Linked DNA regions of Mus musculus: all the other regions are linked to region 1. A link is a contact called in public promoter capture Hi-C data. All regions are on one chromosome and are shown on one strand. The core of a region is the stretch at or near the end of the contact, and the rest is flanking DNA. Distances in the headings are between cores, read along the strand shown. Region 1 holds the start of Acly (ATP citrate lyase). Region 2 holds the start of Cdk12 (cyclin-dependent kinase 12). Region 3 holds the start of Hexim1 (hexamethylene bis-acetamide inducible 1). Region 4 holds the start of Mllt6 (myeloid/lymphoid or mixed-lineage leukemia; translocated to, 6).

Region 1 (3,274 bases), core at 126-2,625:
ACTCTCACTTTAAGGGCTGGGGAGGGGGAGGGGATGACAAGCAAGCAATCCCCTATAGCAAAGGAACGGACAGAACTCTTCCGAGTATTCCCTGCTACAGCAGACAGTGTCTAAATAGAGATTAAAAACAGCAGCTACTCTGTCTTCAAGGCCTCCTTTTACTGCCCCCCCCCCCCGCAGAGGGGAGCGTTTAAGCAGCTTTCTAAGAGGTGGAAATGATCTTTCCAGGACAGTTATCTCTCGATAGTAAAGAAACCCGACATGCTGAGCAAAGTTAAAGCGGGGACAGACAGGGTTGGCTGGCAGACTAAAGTGCCTTATGCTGTCCTTTCCAAAATTATGTCAGGAGGGATCCCTCATAGCAGAATTTCAAGACTGAAGAAAGCAGCAAGCTTTGGGGACCAGACCTCTGCCAGGCCTGACAGGAGGTAGAGGTAGGTAGCATCCTTTGCACACACGCGCGCCCGCGCACATACACACACCCTAGGTGCTTGTCTCATCCAGACTCCTGAGCACTCCGACCATCTGTTGTTTGGGGGCTACACCAGTAGGGAGCTCCTTAGCAGGGAGAGCCCATCCAGCGCCGTCGCTCCGGAGCCAAGTCCTCGCAGCAAGGCCTCAGGCACTCTGAAGCAGCACGACCCCGCGTGGCCAGGGCCCGCTCCCTACACTTCGACATAGAGCTTAAGGGATTCACCACAGAACTAACAGGACAGGCCTGCTTGAGTCCGGCTTGCGAGCGGCCGGCGTGGAGAGAGTAGCCACCGCCATCTCTACTACCCGCCCCGGCATCCGGTGGGGAACCCGAATGGGGCCCAAAAAAGTGTCCCAAAAAAAGCCCGACTAGACTCGAGAGCTGGCCCTGGGTGGAGCTGAGAAGAAGCAGGACGCGCAAAGGCAATCCGGAGGAGGGAGAAGTAAGGTCGGTGGCAAGCAATGTGCAAACTCCCAGGAACTAGAATAGGATTGGGAGGGTGTAGACATGCGGCCCGCGGCTGGGGAGAAGACTACTATAAAGCTTAGACCCGCACAAAACTTCCGAGCAGGTGCAGGGAGCGCGCGGGAGCGCCCAGCCAGGGAGCCCGGAGGTGGTTCCGGGTTGGGGGAGGGAAGCAGGAAGCTTAGTGGGTACTGGGGGGTCGCACCCGCGCCTACGACTGCCGTACTCACCTCTTCGAGAAAGCCTGAGTGTGGCTCTCTGTCCGTAAGCACCAGCTCACCCCAACTCTTCGGATCGCTCCAGCCGCCTGCAGCAGCCGGGGATCCGGCTTTTGTTCCGGCCCAAGTGGGCTCCTCCCCGCCCCCCATCAGCTCACAGGCTAAGCAGCCCGGCGATTGGGCACACGCGTTCCCTAGCCTGAGCTCTAGGCTCCTCCCCATTCGCTGCTGTGGTGGCCCCGCCCTCAGGCCTGACCTGGGGCTGATGGGACTTGTAGTCCCGGACGTGGGCGGGGCCGTGGGCGGGGCCTAGGATGGGGAGATGGGCCGGGCGGCTCTAGGAGGAGAACCTACGAGGCTGGGGGCTGTGGCCTGATCGTTTCAGGGGCTGGGCCGGCCAGCCGCCGGGTTGGGTAGCTGAGGGAGGGGGTTGTTGGCCCAAAAGGCTATAGCACTTCTCCCTGGACCTGGCGTCCTCTTCCTCCCTCCCAGGAGAGCAACTGACGTTCTTATCCCAGGCTCTTGTAAGCCGCCACACCAAACCCAGTGCGTTAGACCTGCTTTTGAAAAGCTACGTCTGCTTTCCTTTCACACGTGTCGCCTCTCCGCTCCTGGAACCCTCCCCAGGGAATTTACCAGAGCCAGTCTACACGACCACGCTACACAATCAGACTGTCCGACCTAGGACATAGATTGGAGGAAGGGGTAAACTAGTGAGGCCAGAAGGACGCCAGTCCCAACGCGAGTCCTCTTACAGGCTCACCTGAGCGCGGATCTGGGCGGAGCTGATCATTTATCTGAGATTAAAACTTAGGACTGGGGCCATCCCTGCCCAACCTCTTGCTCCCTCCCCCAACCTCAAACTAAGACACCGAAAGCAATGAACAACCTCCTCTTTTCTGTTACTTGCGAAAGATAGAACATATTTTCCAAACCCAAAACTGGAGCGCCCAGTCTAACAGGTACCCGAGAACTTCTGGGGCAGAATAGATAAATCATAAGGTCCTGGAAATCAGGAATTCACTGCTTCCCTGGAGTGGAAGCCTCTCTTGCTTGTCCCCTAGTCCCAGTATGTCTTCCCAGATGGACCCAGAAACTAACAATTTTCCAGCTCTAGGAAGGAGGCCAGAATCATCCTTTAATCAGCTCAGGTGATGCGTCAGCCCAGGGTGCAGAGAATCTGCATGGCTGTGCCCCTGGCAAAAAACCCTGGGTCAAAAGCTCCCTGCAACAATGTTGCAACACTCTCCTGGGCAAACACTTTCCCAAGGCCCCCCACTCCCAGGCCCTTTTCGGCCAGTCTTTGGATGGCTGAACTTGTAACACCCATTCTTGACCAGCGTGTGCTCCTTTTTTTGTTTGTTTGGGTTTTTTTTTTGTTGTTGTTGTTTTGTTTTTTACGAGACAGGGTTTCTCTGTGTAGCCCTGGCTGTCCTGGAACTCATTTTGTAGACCAGGCTGGCCTCGAACTCAGAAATCCGCCTGCCTCTGCCTCCTGATTAAAGGCGTGCCACCACTCCTGGCTAGCGTGTGCTCCTTGATGACGTCTTTTTTTTTTTTTTTTCTTGGTCCCTTCCCTAATACTCATTCTTTAGAAATAACAGTTTAGAGTGCCCCTTGCTCCTGCAGTTGAGGGAGAGGCCTAGAACCTACCCAAATCTCTGTGAGTGATCACTTCTCCCCAAGTAAATAAATATCGTCTCTGAAGTTGCTCAAATTCAGGCCCTGGAGGACAGCAATTCAGAGTTTTTATTAAAGTCTGTTTGTTTTCTGTTTGAGACAGAGTAACATGTAGCCCAGGTTGTTCTTAAACTTGTTGTTTAAATAGAGAACAACCTTGAATGTCTATCCTCCTCCTGTCTCAGCTTCCCAAACGCTGGAATAAGTCGTGGACCCTTGGGACTAGCTAGTCTTCACCAGCTAACCAAAAGACTGTAGTTAATGTGAATTACCTGTGGGGTGTCCTAGAAAAATGACTAAGCAGGTAAATGACTTGCTATGAAAAGATGATGCGAGTTCCATTGCCAAAACCACATAACGGCAATTAAAGAAAAATGGCTCCACAAAATTGCCCTCTGAACTCCACACACATAAACTGTAGTACCTGTGTCCCCCT
Region 2 (2,927 bases), core at 166-2,665, 2.3 Mb before region 1:
ATTGTCTTCTCTGTTTGTAGAAACTGGACGTTTGTTATGGTAAAACATCCCAGCAGTCGAGAAACGGCTGAGGCTGAATAGCCACAACTGGGAGTCCAGCCTGGGTTACTAAGAACGTGCTGTAAGACATCCTGACATTTCCCCCAACTTTGGCACTCTAACCTTTCTACTGACTAGCCCCCCTGAATCCGGGAGTCCTTGCCTGTAAATTCGCAATGAGGACAGTGTCCCATGGGTGTGAGGGCAGAGAAAATGAATGCAAAACGCCTAAACTCAGCAAATTCCGCAGTACCAAGCGTTGTTTGCACATTCAGACTTAAAGCAGGGCGGTGGTGGTGCGTGCTCCATGCCCTTAATCGCAGCACTCCGGAGGCAGAGGCAGGCGGATTTCTGAGTTCGAGGCCAGCCTGGTCTACAGAGTGAGTTCCAGGACAGCCAAGGCTACTCAGAGAAACCCTGTCTCAGAAACCCAAGCCCTACCAGAATCCCCAATATTCAAACTTGCGCTGTAATGTCCCCAATGTTCACTTGTCCCTTGTTTTTTTTTTTTTTTTTAAACCCTATTAAATCAAAAGACTTCTTACAAGCTGTGCTAAGACCCATCCCCACCGGAACCTGGGGATATTTAATCAAAGAATTACCATTTAGGTTTAAATTTTAAAGGTAATCTCCGCAACTTCCGCTCCTATAAAGCCCCCCAAAAGGGGGAGTTGGAAAAGTATCGCGAGAATCTAACGGGCTGCGTTTGCGGCTTGGGTCCCGTTCTCGCGTTTTCTGGTGAAGGAATGTGTCGAGGTGAAAAGGGAAGCGCCAAGTATCGCGGGAGTCCAGCGGAGTCTCGCGATACTTGCGGCATTCGCCCCTCCCCCTCCCCCTCTAGTGCCGTTTCGGTTTAATCTAGTGTGTGAGTGAGTCTGGGCGAGGGAGTGAGATGTGGCTGTGAGGTGTCGGTGTGAGGCGGAGGCTAGCGAAGGGGGCTCCCTCAGGCACGAGGGACAAAGGGGGGGAGCTGAGGCAACCTAGGCCGCGGAGGCCTGGCGACAGGAAGCCAGCCGCCCCGAGCCGGGCGACCGGGTAGGGGAAGGGCCTGCGTAGTCCTCCCGGGGCTCCAGAGCCGCCGTCGGCCCCACAGGCTCCGGCGGACGCCTTCCTACTTCCTTGAGCGCCAGGGCTCGCGGGCCCGAATATCGGCTCGGCGGGGGTGGGCGGCCGTGAGGGGCGGACTCGAGCAGCTCCCGGCGTCGCGCTCCTCCCGTGCCGAGGAACTCTTGGTTTCTTCCCTCTCTCCTTCACCCCCCACCTCATGTAGGAGGGCGCTGAGGCGGCGAGAGGGAGGAGGAGCCTCGCCTGCGGTCCCTGCCCTCCCCACCCCCGTCTAGGGGCTCTTCGGGGGGCGTGGAGTCGGGGCTGGGGGGGAGGGTGGGGCTTTTTGGAGCGCCGGGGAACTTTTTCCCCTGCTTCAGGCCCGGGGAAAGGGAATGCCCAATTCCGAGAGACATGGGGGCAAGAAGGACGGGAGCGGAGGAGCTTCTGGAACTTCGCAGCCGTCATCGGGAGGTGGCAGCTCCAACAGCAGGGAGCGTCACCGCTTGGTGTCGAAGCACAAGCGGCATAAGTCCAAGCACTCCAAAGACGTGGGGCTGGTGACCCCCGAAGCGGCATCTTTGGGTACCATAATCAAACCACTGGTGGAGTACGATGACATCAGCTCTGATTCAGACACCTTCTCCGATGACACGGCCTTCAAATCAGACCGGAGGGAGAACGAGGAACGTCGGGGAACGGATCGGAGCGATCGCCTGCACCGACATCGTCACCACCAGCACCGGCGGTCCCGAGACTTGCTAAAAACTAAACAGACGGAAAAGGAAAAAAATCAGGAAGTCTCCAAATCTGGATCTATGAAGGACCGGGTATCGGGCAGTTCCAAACGGTCCGTGGAGGGGAGTGATGATTATGGGAAGGCCCAGCTATCCAAAAGCGGCAGCAAGGAATCCAGGTCGTCCAAAATGCACAAGGAGAAGACCCGCAAAGAGCGAGAGTTAAAGTCTGGATACAAGGACCGGAGTAAAAGTCATCGGAAAAGGGAAACACCCAAAAGTTACAAAACCGTGGCTAGCCCTAAACGGAGATCCAGGAGTCCCCATAGGAAATGGTCTGACAGTTCCAAGCAAGATGACAGCCCTTCCGGAGCTTCTTATGGCCAAGACTACGATCTTAGCCCCCCAAGGTCTCACACTTCTAGCAACTATGACTCCTACAAGAAGAGTCCTGGAAGTACCTCAAGAAGGCAGTCAATCAGCCCACCTTACAAAGAGCCTTCTGCTTACCAGTCCAGCACTCGGTCACCCAGTCCTTACAGCCGACGACAGAGGTCTGTGAGTCCCTATAGCCGGAGACGGTCCTCCAGCTATGAAAGGAGCGGCTCTTACAGCGGGAGATCACCCAGCCCCTATGGCCGAAGGCGATCAAGCAGCCCTTTCCTGAGCAAGAGGTCTCTGAGTCGGAGTCCACTCCCCAGGTGAGCTGTTGTCTGTCCTTCCTAAGGTAGGGTCGGTTGGGAGGAATTGAAAATGAGTCTTTAACATTTTGTTAAAGCTTTCAGTGTTCTTCTTTGACAAGTCATTTAGGTAAGTTTGGCTTTCCCCTCGCCCAATTGAGAAGTAAACATTCCAAGTGCCTCCAACTATTCAAGCAAGGTAGGTAAGGTACTTTGCAGTAATGGAGAACTTTCAGCTGTGAGAACTTGCTTCTACCTAGCGGGTGCATAGTCTTCAGAACTCGTTTAGCTGTTTGTTGCTTTGTCTTAAAATTTTGTAAGTCGTGTTGATACCAGTGCTTAAACTTTATTGGAACTCACAAGAGAATTTTAAGAAGTTACAAATTTTCGTTTCTACTGTTTGCATAAGTTATCGTAATCAATTTTG
Region 3 (3,206 bases), core at 199-2,698, 2.6 Mb after region 1:
GAAGAATGGCTCACTGGGTACTCAGGCAAAGGGAGAAGTGGCAATTACGCCAAGGGGATTAAAGGGAGTTTTTCGGGTCCTTCTAGTAGGGGAAAAGAATGTGAATCCCTTTTAAGGGGGAGTAGAACCCCCACTTCACCCCCAATGTACCCTACGGCCCTGGGTCAAGCACACCCATTTCAGGGAAGGCCTTCAGCTTTCCTTCTCGAAGCCTTCCCCCCAACACACACACACACCTCATCTCTGTGGATGACACCCCCTTTTTTCGGGAACGCATAGATTTTTGGGTTCCTCCCCAACACAGACTTCGCATCAATTGGCCCAATCTCTCCAGAGTATCCTGGCTAGGGAAAGGTTTGCGGTATCGGAAGCGAAGAGGCCAAGTCGACCCCGGGAGGCCATTTTCTTCGGCAGAAGCCGAGGTTCGGGGCGAGTCCTTCCTCCTCACCACGCGCTTCCCATCCGGGCTCAGGCGGAGAGCTCGGCCGCGGAGGACCACTTTGCTTTCACCTCTGGTGCGGAGATAGCTCTTGGCCTGGGTGGCTGCTCTCACCTAAGGGCCTCCAGGATAGCCTGAGGACCGACGTCACTCAGGACTCGAACCCGCCCTCTCAGTTCCTGAGGCCTAGTCTGAAGCTGATGCTCGGCAGGCCACCACACTGTCCCTTTAAGGCGGCACTTCTTAATTCATTTGTTTACTTCTTCATGCGCTTTTCGTCTTTTTAATAAATAGTTGTCCAAAATATCCTTCCGCTTATCTCTCTCCAAGAAACCCATCACCTACCTCAGAGACATTATTGTAATTTTAAGAATCCAATGTCAGTAATCACGACTAACAGCTCTCTTTATAGAATTTAATCCTCTTTTACACTTTAGGGACTACTTTTTAGGGACAGACCATTTTTGCATAAGTTGAAAACGGTTTATGGCCATCAGAACCTTTCCGCTGAGAACAGAATATGACAGTAGATTTTCAAACGCACCTTTTAATAAAAATATTCTGTATAAGCTCCCAAAGGTCATGGAATCTTCTTGTATTCCTGAAGCACAATGGTATGGTCCAGAACCCGCCCCATCTCCTCTGTAATTGGTCTTCCTTCCTCGGAGAGACGAATAACTCTTGCCCAATGACTGCTCACGTTTCTTCAGCGAGAGCTAAGCGATGGAAGAAGGCGGCCTGGGAGACGCCCCCTACGCATTCTATGATTGGCTACGTTGCACGGCGCGCGAGGACGGCGGGCCCGAAAGAAGGGAACTACGACTCCCGGCTGCCCCACACCTGGACTCCGTTACGCATGCGCATGGGCGGGGCTTACAAGCTTCTATATATAAGAGGCGCCGAGGGCTTGGAGACAGCAGTTGGAAGTTGGCAGGTGGAAAGTCAGGTTGGGAGGGGAAGCCGGAGGAGGAGGCGGAAGAAGAGCTGTCTGAAGGGGGAGGGAGGGAGGGAGGAAAAGAGGAGGAGGCGGAGGAGAACTGAGCGGAGCATCGAGCCAGAGGGGAGATGAGTTTGTCTGTCCTCGGCTAAGGCTCCGGCCCGGCCTGAGGAACTGGGAGCTCGGGTTGGAGCGACACCCGTGGAAGTGGGAGGTGGCGGCTCTGGGACTTTAACCCCTTGTGGGCTCTGCGGCAGGGGATTTAACCCTTTGTGGATTCGGCCCCTCCGAGGCAGCGTCATCGGGTAGTTTTAACCCTTTCGGGTTGGGTTTAACCCATTGGACTTAAACCTCCTCTCCTTGCGCACCAACTCCTCGTCTGTGGGAGCACTCGGCGGGGAGGCGTGAAGCCCACCCCTCTGCATATTTGCATACGGTGCCTGCTGCTGAACCCCCGGACCTGCTAGTTGGCCACGCTTGTGTGCGCTTAACCCTTTATTGACTGGACTCCAAGTTGCGATTGGAGTTTGCTGACAGGACGGACGGAAGGCGTCACTGCAGAAATTACTGACCGAAGAGGACTTTGTTGGACATATTTTGAAAAGAAAGAAAAACCTCTTTCCTTAAGCCAGAATTTCTCAAACTTCCAGAAGAGAACTCTACTAAGCCATGGCCGAGCCACTCTTGACAGAACATCAACACCAGCCTCAAACTAGCAACTGTACAGGTGCTGCTGTTGTCCATGAAGAGCATACCTCTGAGCGCCCCCCAAGCGCGGAGGAACGGGTGCCCAAGGAGGACAGTAGGTGGCAATCGAGAGCGTCCTTGCAGTCCGGTAGCCGTCCAGGGCAGGAGGGAGAAGGGGGCCTGAAGCACCAGCTGCCCCCATTGCAGACGAATGCCTGTCCAGAATTGAGCTCCCTGGAGAAGGGCGAGAAGGGCCAGAATGGGGAGGACTTATCCACTGGCGGTGCCTCCCCGTCGGCGGAGGGAGAGCCGATGTCAGAGTCCCTCGTGCAGCCAGGTCATGACTCGGAGGCCACCAAGCAGGAGGCTCCTGCCGCCGGAGGCGAGGAGCCATGGGGACAGCAACAGAGACAGCTGGGCAAGAAAAAACATCGGAGACGCCCCTCAAAGAAGAAGCGGCATTGGAAGCCCTACTACAAGCTGACTTGGGAGGAGAAGAAAAAGTTCGACGAGAAGCAGAGCCTGCGAGCTTCGCGGGTTCGAGCCGAGATGTTCGCCAAGGGCCAGCCAGTTGCGCCCTATAACACCACGCAGTTCCTCATGGATGACCACGATCAGGAGGAGCCTGATCTCAAAACCGGCCTTTACCCCAAGCGGGCAGCCGCCAAATCCGACGACACCAGCGATGAGGATTTTGTGGAAGAAGCTGGTGAGGAAGACGGAGGCAGCGATGGCATGGGAGGGGACGGCAGCGAGTTTCTGCAGCGGGACTTCTCGGAGACGTACGAGCGGTACCACGCCGAGAGCCTGCAGAACATGAGCAAGCAGGAGCTCATCAAAGAGTACCTGGAGCTGGAGAAGTGCCTCTCCCGCAAGGAGGACGAAAATAACCGGCTGCGGCTGGAAAGCAAGCGGCTGGGAGGCGTCGACGCGCGAGTGCGGGAGCTCGAGCTAGAGCTGGACCGGCTGCGCGCTGAGAACCTCCAGCTGCTGACCGAGAACGAACTGCACCGGCAGCAGGAGCGAGCGCCTCTTTCCAAGTTCGGCGACTAGACTGAAAACTTTTGGGGGGAGGGGGCAAAGGGGACTTTTTACAGTGCTGGAATGTAACATTATATACATGTGTATATAAGACAGCGGACC
Region 4 (3,139 bases), core at 520-3,019, 2.9 Mb before region 1:
CGTGATTCCCAGGGTCCAAACTGAGCAGATTTGAGGGCTCCAGCCCAGAACTCAGCTTCACAGACCTCCCCAAACTCCCGCCTCGCCAGGATTAAGGGAGTAAATCCCTGACGCCACAGACCAGGTCAAGGACAAGTTCTCCCCCTCCTTGCTTCCCCCCTCCTGGGCGGGGACTCATCTCCCCCCCCTTCCGGGATGAAAGGTACTAAAGAAACGCGGAGGCTCTGGCCCCTTGATGTTCCGGTTGAACAGGTGCTAGTGAAAAGGAGGCGGGCCCGGCGGAAGAGTCGGCCAGGGGGGCAGTGCGCCGAAGGGGGAGCGGCCCCCTCCACCCTCAATCCCCCAGCCCGCCATCTCCTCTCCGAGCCCTCTGCCCCTCCCCCCCAGGAAGCGTTCCCGGCCTAGAGGTCTTTGAAGTGTGGATGAAGCCCCCAGGGCTGCCTTCTCCCCTCTGCCACCCAACCTCCCGCTGAGGGGGTATTTGACCTTTGGTCCCTGTGGGGGCGCCGTCTTTCCCCTTGCAAAGAAAAAAGGGGAATCAGATCTCGTCTTTGGGCTTATACCAGTCTGGGGGAAGTCTTGGGTCGCTTTCCATCAAACCCTAGACCCAATTTCGGGGACTTTAATCCTTCGTGGTGCGTTTTTGTACGCTACTGTGATTCTATACCTGCCCAGAAGTCAAGGCGTGATTCTGTTGGCAAGCACTTCCGAGGCAGCTTTACTCACTTTAAAACGCAAGGCACGCCCTGAGGCTAGGGGTGGAGTTACGACTTAGAACAGAGATCTTGAATTAAGGTGGGGTACCTCATTGTACCCCTAAGGTGCCTAGAGACCTTGACATTGAAGACTTCAAAGGGAAGTTCCTGGAGGGCAGGAATACCTCTACTCTGGCGCGCAGCCGACTCTAGCATTCAACAAATTTTTGTGCGGGGCGTGGTGGTGCACGCCTTTACTCTAGCACTTTGGTGGCAGAGGCAGAATTGGGAGTTCAAGGTCATCCTTCACTAAGTGGTGAGTTCGAGGCTAACCGGAGCTACTGGTGATCCTGTCTCAAACTAACAAAAAAGATTTGTAAAGTAAGTAAAAGTTTACACGTGGCATTGTCTACCCTCCAGAGTGACCTCCAGGGACAGCACCCATGAGCTGCCATCCAGAGACACCATTCCCATTCCAAGAACAAGCACGGGTAAATGGTTTAACATCGCTCCAGTTCTTTTTAAGAGCCCTGGTTTTTTTCATCTTCCCTAGATTTCCCTAGGGTTGAAGAACACCCAGAGAAGGGGGATGGGAGACCGGAGACCCAAAGTGTGACACGGAGGGGAGGACTCGGGAACTACCCACCTAGAGTCATAAAGGGAAAAAGAAAAGACGGGGAAAGCTGCACTGAGCGCACGAGCGAAAAGCTCCCTACCAAGCCAGGCTTTGTTCCCTGAACCTAAGACTTTACCCGGCGGCGGGCGGGCCGGGAGCGAGCGAGCGAGCGGAGGCGCGCGGCCATGGCTGCCGCGGCCGGGCAGGGGGGCCGGGGGGGCGGCGCGTGAGCGGGCGGCGCGGGGCGGGCGGGCGCCCGCGATGTGCCACTCGGCGCCTCCCCCGCCGGGCCCTGCTTGCACCGCGGCCGGGCGGCTCTGGTAGCCGGCGAGCGGCGCGGAAGGGGAGCGCGGCGCGCGAGTCTCATTGTTGGGGGGGGGGGGCCCGTCGGGGCATGAGGGCGAGAGCACGGCGGGGGGGGCGGCCAGACAGAGCGAGCGAGGAGGAGGAGGAGGACGCCGAGGAGGAGGAAGGAGGAGGCAAAGAAAAGAAGCGGCGGCGGCGGCGGCGGAGGAGGGGGCGAGGAGGCGCGCGGCCCCCGCTCCCTCCCTCCCCCCCTGACCCCCGACCCCCGCCGGCCGGCCCCCAGCCCCAGCCCCGGAGGGAGCTCATGGGAGTATGAAGGAGATGGTAGGAGGCTGCTGCGTATGTTCGGACGAGAGGGGCTGGGCCGAAAACCCGCTGGTCTACTGCGATGGGCACGCGTGCAGCGTGGCCGTCCACCAAGGTAAGGGGAGGGGGGAGACGGCCGGCGGGGGGGGGGGAGCTGCGGGACCCCGGGGCGGCGCGCGCACGGGGTGCCCTCGGCCGCGCCCTCCGGAGCCCTCCTGGGGCGCCTGCCCCTCCCCCACCCACCTGAAGCGAAAGGCGGCGTGGGCTCCCCCCCATCCCCAGCCTGGTCCTCCAGGACCGGGTCAGGCATTGTTTTCTTGCCTATTGTTCAGTCCCGCGCCCCCCACCCCAAGTTGAAGGAGTTTTGGGGAGAGTCCAGGGCGCAAGGAGTGAACTCCCTGAGCCCCGCACCGCCGGTGTCAGGGCTGTCCCGGGAATGTTTACCTGCGAGGTAACCCCCCCTCCCGCCCGGTTTATTTTGGTTCCCGCTCCGGGAGGAAGAGGTCAAGGGGGGGTCATCCCCCTTCGCTTCCGGATACTGGGAGGAGCGGAATTGGGAAGGGAGGAGAAGGGTCCCACGGGAGAAGGGATCCTGAAACCCTCCGGGGAAGAGCTGAGGCTGGGAGAGCGGTTTTACAGGGGGCCGGAATGGAGGAGAGAGAGGTTTGGAGTTTCCCCCTGCCGCCGCACATGGTTCGGGAGTTAACTCCTTAAGGAATCTTGCCGAGGGCGCAGGCTGGCATCTCCGCCTGTCTGGCACAGGCAACCACCACCACCCCCCTTCCCAAGACAACCCTTAATGCTGTGGCTGCGGGCCTTTCCCGCCACTCTCCTCTGGGTACCTGCCCCGCACCTGCCCTCTGTTTTCACTTTTGACCTGTACGTGTGACAGAGGCAGAAGATGAGGTCCTTGAACCCCCGACTTCCTTGGCTTATCCCTTACTGGCCCTTTAAGAAGCACCCCCCCTCCCCTCATAACAACAAAACGTGTTACAATCATGACTATTTCTTGTTCTGGTGCCTAGGGGACTGGTCAGGGCAGAGGCGGCGGGGGGGGGGGGGGGGGAGGGGGAGGAATTCAGGTCCAGAAAAAAGGGAGAGGGGTGGGATGAGAATGGAGGATCTTTGGAAGTTTAAGGTCAAGGACTCTGTCAGACTTTTTGCCCCTGTTTGAAATGCTTGGTTGTGTGATTGAAGGCTGGCTCTATGCGGTTGG

Evidence for each region. Promoter capture Hi-C pulls out the DNA fragments that hold promoters and counts their contacts.
Region 2: a promoter capture Hi-C map of pre-B cells shows a contact between it and region 1, with 5 times the contacts expected there. The contact joins the promoter of Cdk12 here to the promoter of Acly in region 1. A contact is called at or near these places in 3 of 39 promoter capture datasets (cranial neural crest, liver and pre-B cells).
Region 3: a promoter capture Hi-C map of cranial neural crest shows a contact between it and region 1. The contact joins the promoter of Hexim1 here to the promoter of Acly in region 1. A contact is called at or near these places in 2 of 39 promoter capture datasets (cranial neural crest and pre-B cells) and 1 of 9 other capture datasets (liver).
Region 4: a promoter capture Hi-C map of pre-B cells shows a contact between it and region 1, with 4 times the contacts expected there. The contact joins the promoter of Mllt6 here to the promoter of Acly in region 1.

What each region holds. Positions count from the first base shown.
Region 1 is chr11:100,526,625-100,529,898 of GRCm38.p6, forward strand. Acly (ATP citrate lyase) reads right to left here and starts at 1,376. Exons shown (of 28, transcript NM_134037.3): 1 at 1,171-1,376.
Region 2 is chr11:98,201,890-98,204,816 of GRCm38.p6, forward strand. Cdk12 (cyclin-dependent kinase 12) reads left to right here and starts at 1,416. Exons shown (of 14, transcript NM_001109626.1): 1 at 1,416-2,521. The coding sequence starts at 1,479. It overlaps Gm38963 (a long non-coding RNA gene), which reads right to left and starts at 741. Exons shown (of 4, transcript XR_880193.2): 1 at 642-741.
Region 3 is chr11:103,114,877-103,118,082 of GRCm38.p6, forward strand. Hexim1 (hexamethylene bis-acetamide inducible 1) reads left to right here and starts at 1,449. Exons shown (of 1, transcript NM_138753.2): 1 at 1,449-3,206. The coding sequence starts at 2,046. The coding sequence ends at 3,116.
Region 4 is chr11:97,661,643-97,664,781 of GRCm38.p6, forward strand. Mllt6 (myeloid/lymphoid or mixed-lineage leukemia; translocated to, 6) reads left to right here and starts at 1,770. Exons shown (of 20, transcript NM_139311.2): 1 at 1,770-2,038. The coding sequence starts at 1,930.